2 separate regions of the Zea mays genome follow, and region 1 is linked to region 2. The links are chromatin contacts, called in public Hi-C maps. All regions are on one chromosome and are shown on one strand. Each heading gives the region's core, a stretch centred on a gene start, on an enhancer-like site or on the middle of the called end of the contact. The rest is flanking DNA. Distances are from core to core; before and after follow the strand shown.

Region 1 (2,989 bases), core at 101-2,600, 610 kb after region 2:
TTTGTGTGTGACATGCATGCTTTGAAAAATTCAGGCACGTAAAGGAACGAACTCACAGGCGTTTTTTATATGACATCCTTGGTGTTGCTTTGACGTGTCCGTTTTTACTGCTACATGGTTGGTGTCTCGGCAACAAGCTCTTTCCAGGCCGAAGAAATAAATCTGGATGAGAAATAAATCTGGATGCGACATAAACGAAAAATCTGGACAAAAAAAAATAAATACGACAAAGACAAAAAGTATAAAAAAACATCCACCATGGGGCTCGAACCCACGATCACAAGGTTTAGAGTCTTGCACTGTACCAACTGAGCTAGGCAGGTTTATGTACATAACCGAGCTCGGCGCCAAGATCTATGGCGCCGAGCTCGGTGCCACGTCGGCGCCACGACGTCCGTTTGTGCCAGCGCAGCACGTACCTCGGCGCCATAGCCTATGGCGCCGAGCTGTGTTAGCTCGGCGCCATAAGCTATGGCGCCGAGCAAAGGGTCCAAAAATGCAATTAAAATTTTCTAGGGTCCAAACGTGAATTTTTTTTAAAGGAAGGGCTAAAATGCAAAAAATTCGGGGAAGGGGGGACCGCAGTGGGGGAGTGGGGAATGGCTTCGACGCGGTGGTGAAGAGAGTCCGCTGTGAGATTGGCGGGGGACGGGGAGGGCAAGGGTGGAGGCGTGGTGACGCCGGTGGACGCCCTCGGTATTAACATGTGGTGTAGTTGAGATATGGTCTATTGAGTGATATTTAATAGGCTAATTGAAAAAAATATAAGAGATGAACAATCTGTGAAGAGTCCGTCTCTATATAATTCTCTATACATATTATTTTTAGTTATATTTTTGGTCTAGAGTCTATAGGTTGTATCGTAGAGTTTTTTAATTATCTCATATTTGTAAAACTAAACCACGACTCAGGATAGTACATATCTAAGGCTATCCGCAACCGTTACCCCTAAATTTTTCCTCCTATATCACTTTTGTCCCCTATTTTTCTCCCTATTTTTTCATCTCCCGCAGCGGTTTCTCCTAAATACTACCCTATACTCCACTACAACTATAAAATACCATTTTCTATATTAACTATCAATTTTTTATCTACTAACAATTACTCGTGGACCCACAACATAGTGTTTAGGGTGATGAACAGTGACACACTAGATCTGGGGGGAGAGAGAAGAAGGCCGACATATAAGGGCACTGTAGGGGTACCGCTGCGGCTGTAGGGTGCCCCTACAGACGGCATGCAAGGGGAGGAGGATTGCTAGCGGTAACCGCTGCGCACATCCTAATGTCTGTCCATCTGCGATGTGTGGAGTTCTGCAACGGATAGCCGCTATTTGGCTACGCGTGCAACAGGCATATATAATTTCCTGTTCCTCCGCCTCGTCTCCGCCTCCCATCGCCGCATCAGATATCCGCACAAACCAAGCCATCAGCGCCATGGCGATCTCCACCTGGAGCGCGCGCCTTCTCCTCACCCCTGCTTCCTCCCGCGCCACCCTATCACCCCCTCGCCCTCCCACTACAAACCCGCTCTCATCGTTCTTTCCTCGCAATCGTCTCCATTTCGTGCGCCCGCGCCCGCGCCCGCCGTGCGCCTACATCTCTGCGCCAGCGCCGGGCCCGGAGGCCGCATACGCGCCGCCTTCTCTCGACGCCACCGCCGCGGCAGCCGATGTCGCCGCTGCGATATCCTCCTCCGACGCGGTCACTTGGGCCGGCGTCTGGGCGCTGCTCTCGCGACACAGGGCCCGCATCGCGGTCTGCATCGCCGCGCTCGTCGCCTGCACCACCTGCACGCTCTCCATGCCGCTCTTCTCAGGTGAGGAACTAGGGCGTTGGTTGAGACCTCTCGGATGCGCATGCGCCGCTGACGCTGATGCTGCTTGTTTGGTTTTCTGAAATGGGCTGGCTGTGTGCTGTGTTCCTGTTGCAGGGAGGTTTTTCGAGACCCTGATTGGGAGGGGGAACGAGCCATTGTGGAGGCTCTTATCCAAGATTGCGATACTGTACACACTGGAGCCCATCTTCACCATCATATTCGTGATCAATATAACTATCATCTGGGAGCAGGTTATGGCAAGGCTGCGGAGCCAGATATTTCGAAGGATTCTGATCCAAAAGGTGCTTTCAGCCGACATCCCCTGTTTTATTAATGCTTTTTTTTATTCTGCATTCTGACAACATTGGATGTGCTTGTATGAATGATGAATTGATATTTGCTGATTACTTGCATGGCTTTGTTACCTTGACCATAGCTCAAAAAAGTTATCATCAAGTGTTTTTTGTACACCTTCAGAGATATAATTATTCTCCGTGTCATGATGGAATGATTCACATTGTTTTCCCTCTTAGGGTGTAGAAGCATTTAATATAGTTCTACTAGGTAAATATACTACGTAGTACGTACCTGGATGATACTGGCAGCAAGTTATTTAAATATTCATGTAATATCAACACTCCAGTGCAGTAGGCATTCTATGCATCGATGATGAAAATAAATCTTTAAAACAGGTTGTGCTTTAGTTGCCTATTTGTGTACTAGTAATCCTGTTAATGTATAGCCTATTAACTCTCAATGTATTATGGGTCTATGACTATTGCTTTCATAGTCATAGTGCATATGTTTCTTTATCCATAGAATTTGTTGGAGGCTGCATTTCTCATTACATTTTCAATTTGCCACTCAGCAAAAGAGTGCATTTACTTCTTGTTGTTAATAGCTCCTTGCTTGGAACCCCGTCTAAACTTTCTTATTTTTGCCTTTTGCAGATGTTATTTTTTGATCGTCACAAGGTAACATATTTTCTAGCAATTACAGCACCATCTTCATACTTAATCATGGTAGTTATGTGAAAGAAAACCTCATTAACAAAGTACACATCCCTCACTTGTGACTTAAAAGTATGTACTTTTTGAAATATCACCAATAGTACTGTAGATTAGAAATAAAATATATGGTTCTTGTTTCCATTGATACTGGCAACATGTGA
Region 2 (2,778 bases), core at 140-2,639:
TAAGTTTATTTATTTTAAATAGAGTTAGTATAGGGTGTAGTGTGAGGGGGATTGGTTGGAGATGAGAGGAAATAGGGTGAAAATGAAATAGGGAGAGATATTTAAAAATGCTGGAATAGTGGGAGATGAGAGAGGGAATGTTGTAGATAATCTTGTTTGCCCATGTTGCTTGTCAAACGGACATGTCTGACTCTTGATGAAATGTCCCAGGCTTCCATTGCCCCAACTATAGATGGTCAAGTGGGTCATGTTAAGCACGACACGTGCACGATTCATATAGTACCAGTGACGGCACGACACGGGTCTAGTGTCGTGTTTGGGCCGCCATCCTGGCACGATGGATTGGCACGAGCACGACATAATTAAGTCGTCGGCACGATTATGCACAACTTGGACCAATCAATGTTACATAGATGTGATTGTGATGTGCGAATGTGATTGTAAATTGTAATCTGTAATGATTTTAAACTTAATGAATTCAGTTTATAATGGTATAAATGTTCAAGATTTAAAATTATATATATGATCTTAAAAAACTTCTATATATTTTGAGCTTTTAAAGTGAAATAATGTTTGAGCTAGCACGAGAATTATTAGATGTTAGTGTCGTATAGTGATGACACGACACGATTAGATACTATAGTGTAGTGCTTACCGCTAGTTAGGTACTAGTGCTGATATAGCACAACACGATTACTAAGGGTATGTACAAAGCCAATTAATAACCTGTGTCTTGAGTGGTATCTAAGGTGCTAATTGTAAAAATTACGAAGAATCGGCTCTTGTTCAAGCAACCACTCTTGCCCGCGGTTCGAGATCGAAGGAACAATAATCACAAGCTACGTACATCATTTATATGTTGGCCATCTTTCAGCCATATGCTAGTTCCATGAGTACATGTGCACAATAGATCAATCATTTTTTAATACAAAGAGTATGGAGTATTAACTAAGATGCAGGGTTTAGATACACCCCTTTGTATTGTATTGTGTCTTATGCCGTTTGATTCACATATTGGTAACGTAATGGGTAACCGATAATGTTAAATCATGTTTGTTTAAGTCTAATCATAATCGATACCACACTATAAATAAATACCATCTTATTCAAATTTGTTAACGCCGATATTCGAGTGTGAATCGTTATTATTACCATTTATGTTACATTTCGTGAACCAAATGGTATATTAGTTGTATTTTATATTTGAAGATCTATGTCGGTATCTATATTGTACATGCTCTAAGTGTCGGTTAGTGCGAGTGCTTTGCTGCGTGGCACGTTTAGCCATAAATACCCCCAACTGCTGGTGCCTACCGAACTCACGAGCAAAGCAAAGGCTCCAAACTTACTCGTCGCCCTCAAAAACCACGCTAATCAGTGCCAAAACGCAAATAACGCGAGGGAGAAGAAGAGACAGAAACAGTAAGGGTTTGACTGTTTGGCTAACGTCATGGCGTCGACCTCTCCGCGCCGCTCCTCTGGCGGGGACTCAGCTTCCCCGTCCGCACCCCTCATCCCCTCGCCGCCGACCTCCCCGGCATCCGGCCCCTCCGGTGGCCCGCTAGGGCGGCTCACGAGCCTCCGCGGCGCGGCGCGGTTCATCCGCCGCACGGGGAGCCGGCGCCTGATGAGGGAGCCCTCCGTGGCGGTGCGGGAGACGGCCGCCGAGCACCTCGAGGAGCGCCAGACCGACTGGGCCTACTCGAAGCCCGTCGTCGTGCTCGACATGCTCTGGAACCTCGCCTTCGTCGCCGTCGCCGCGGCCGTACTCGCCGCATCGGTGGGCGAGCGGCCCACCGTGCCGCTCCGTGTCTGGATCGTAGGCTACGTGCTCCAGTGCCTCCTCCACGTACTCAGCGTCACCGTCGAGTACAGGCGTCGACGCAGGAACGCGGACCAGGAGGGAGCGGGTGATGAGGATTTAAAGCTCAGGTGAGCCTCTGCTTGGATCGAGCACGAGCCCCCAATACTTCTGGTGTCACATCTTATTGCCATGGTGAAGTTACGTGCCACATCCAGGCCTCGTTGTGTTGTGCTGTGTTGACAATATCTGTGCTCATGCTTTTGATTGTATAGTAGCTATTTCCTGTTGTGTTGACAATTTCTGTGCTCATGCTTTTGATTGTATAGTAGCTATTTCCTGCTGTGTTGACCATTTCTGTGCTGATGCTCAATTTGAGTTGTAGACTAGATGTTATGCACCTTTTTATTGCGATCCTTTCTTTTCCCCTTTATTTGATTCCCCTTTTCTTTTTCCATAATATGACAGGGCTATTACTATTGGACAACTTGTGATGTCCTCTGCTTAAAAATATTCATAGGGGGATGTGGAAGGTTGATTGTCAGTGTAAATTATGTTGTTTATGTTAAGGCTGCATTGTTATGGAAAAAATTTAGAGTGATGCATGATAGCATGCGTGACTTCATATATTGCAGACTTGCATAACTGGGAAATTGCTTAGGGTGTGCCTGAGGGGTCCCTCTGATAATCTTTTACATTTTTTATCTTAATCCTCACTGCCTAAAAAATGCCCTTATTCTCCCAATTTCGTAACCGTTATTTCAGTAACCAGTTTCGACAAGTTTATTTTGGTATTTTCAGCCAACTTTATGATGACCAAGATGTTTCTATTGAATCTATTCCCTGTAATTTCCATAAATGTGTTTTGAATATTTCATTGTTGTTCACTTGTGTGCTGTTGGATTTTAACTCTAGCGTACCCCAACTTGCTCGAGATAAAAGGCTTTGTTGTTGCTGTTCACTTGCATGCTAATATA

What was found. Hi-C and Micro-C count contacts between places; a contact is called where the count stands out from the background.
Region 1: a contact with region 2 is called in a Hi-C map of ear, with 2.2 times the contacts expected there. The contact joins the promoter of LOC103632317 here to the promoter of LOC100284889 in region 2. A contact is called at or near these places in 2 of 25 Hi-C or Micro-C datasets (ear and endosperm).

What each region holds. Positions count from the first base shown.
Region 1 is chr7:46,213,635-46,216,623 of Zm-B73-REFERENCE-NAM-5.0, forward strand. It overlaps LOC103632317 (ABC transporter B family member 28), which reads left to right and starts at 1,351. Exons shown (of 15, transcript XM_008654140.4): 1 at 1,351-1,818; 2 at 1,933-2,120; 3 at 2,769-2,792. The coding sequence starts at 1,437.
Region 2 is chr7:45,599,652-45,602,429 of Zm-B73-REFERENCE-NAM-5.0, forward strand. It overlaps LOC100284889 (protein binding protein), which reads left to right and starts at 1,390. Exons shown (of 5, transcript NM_001157784.2): 1 at 1,390-1,932. The coding sequence starts at 1,451.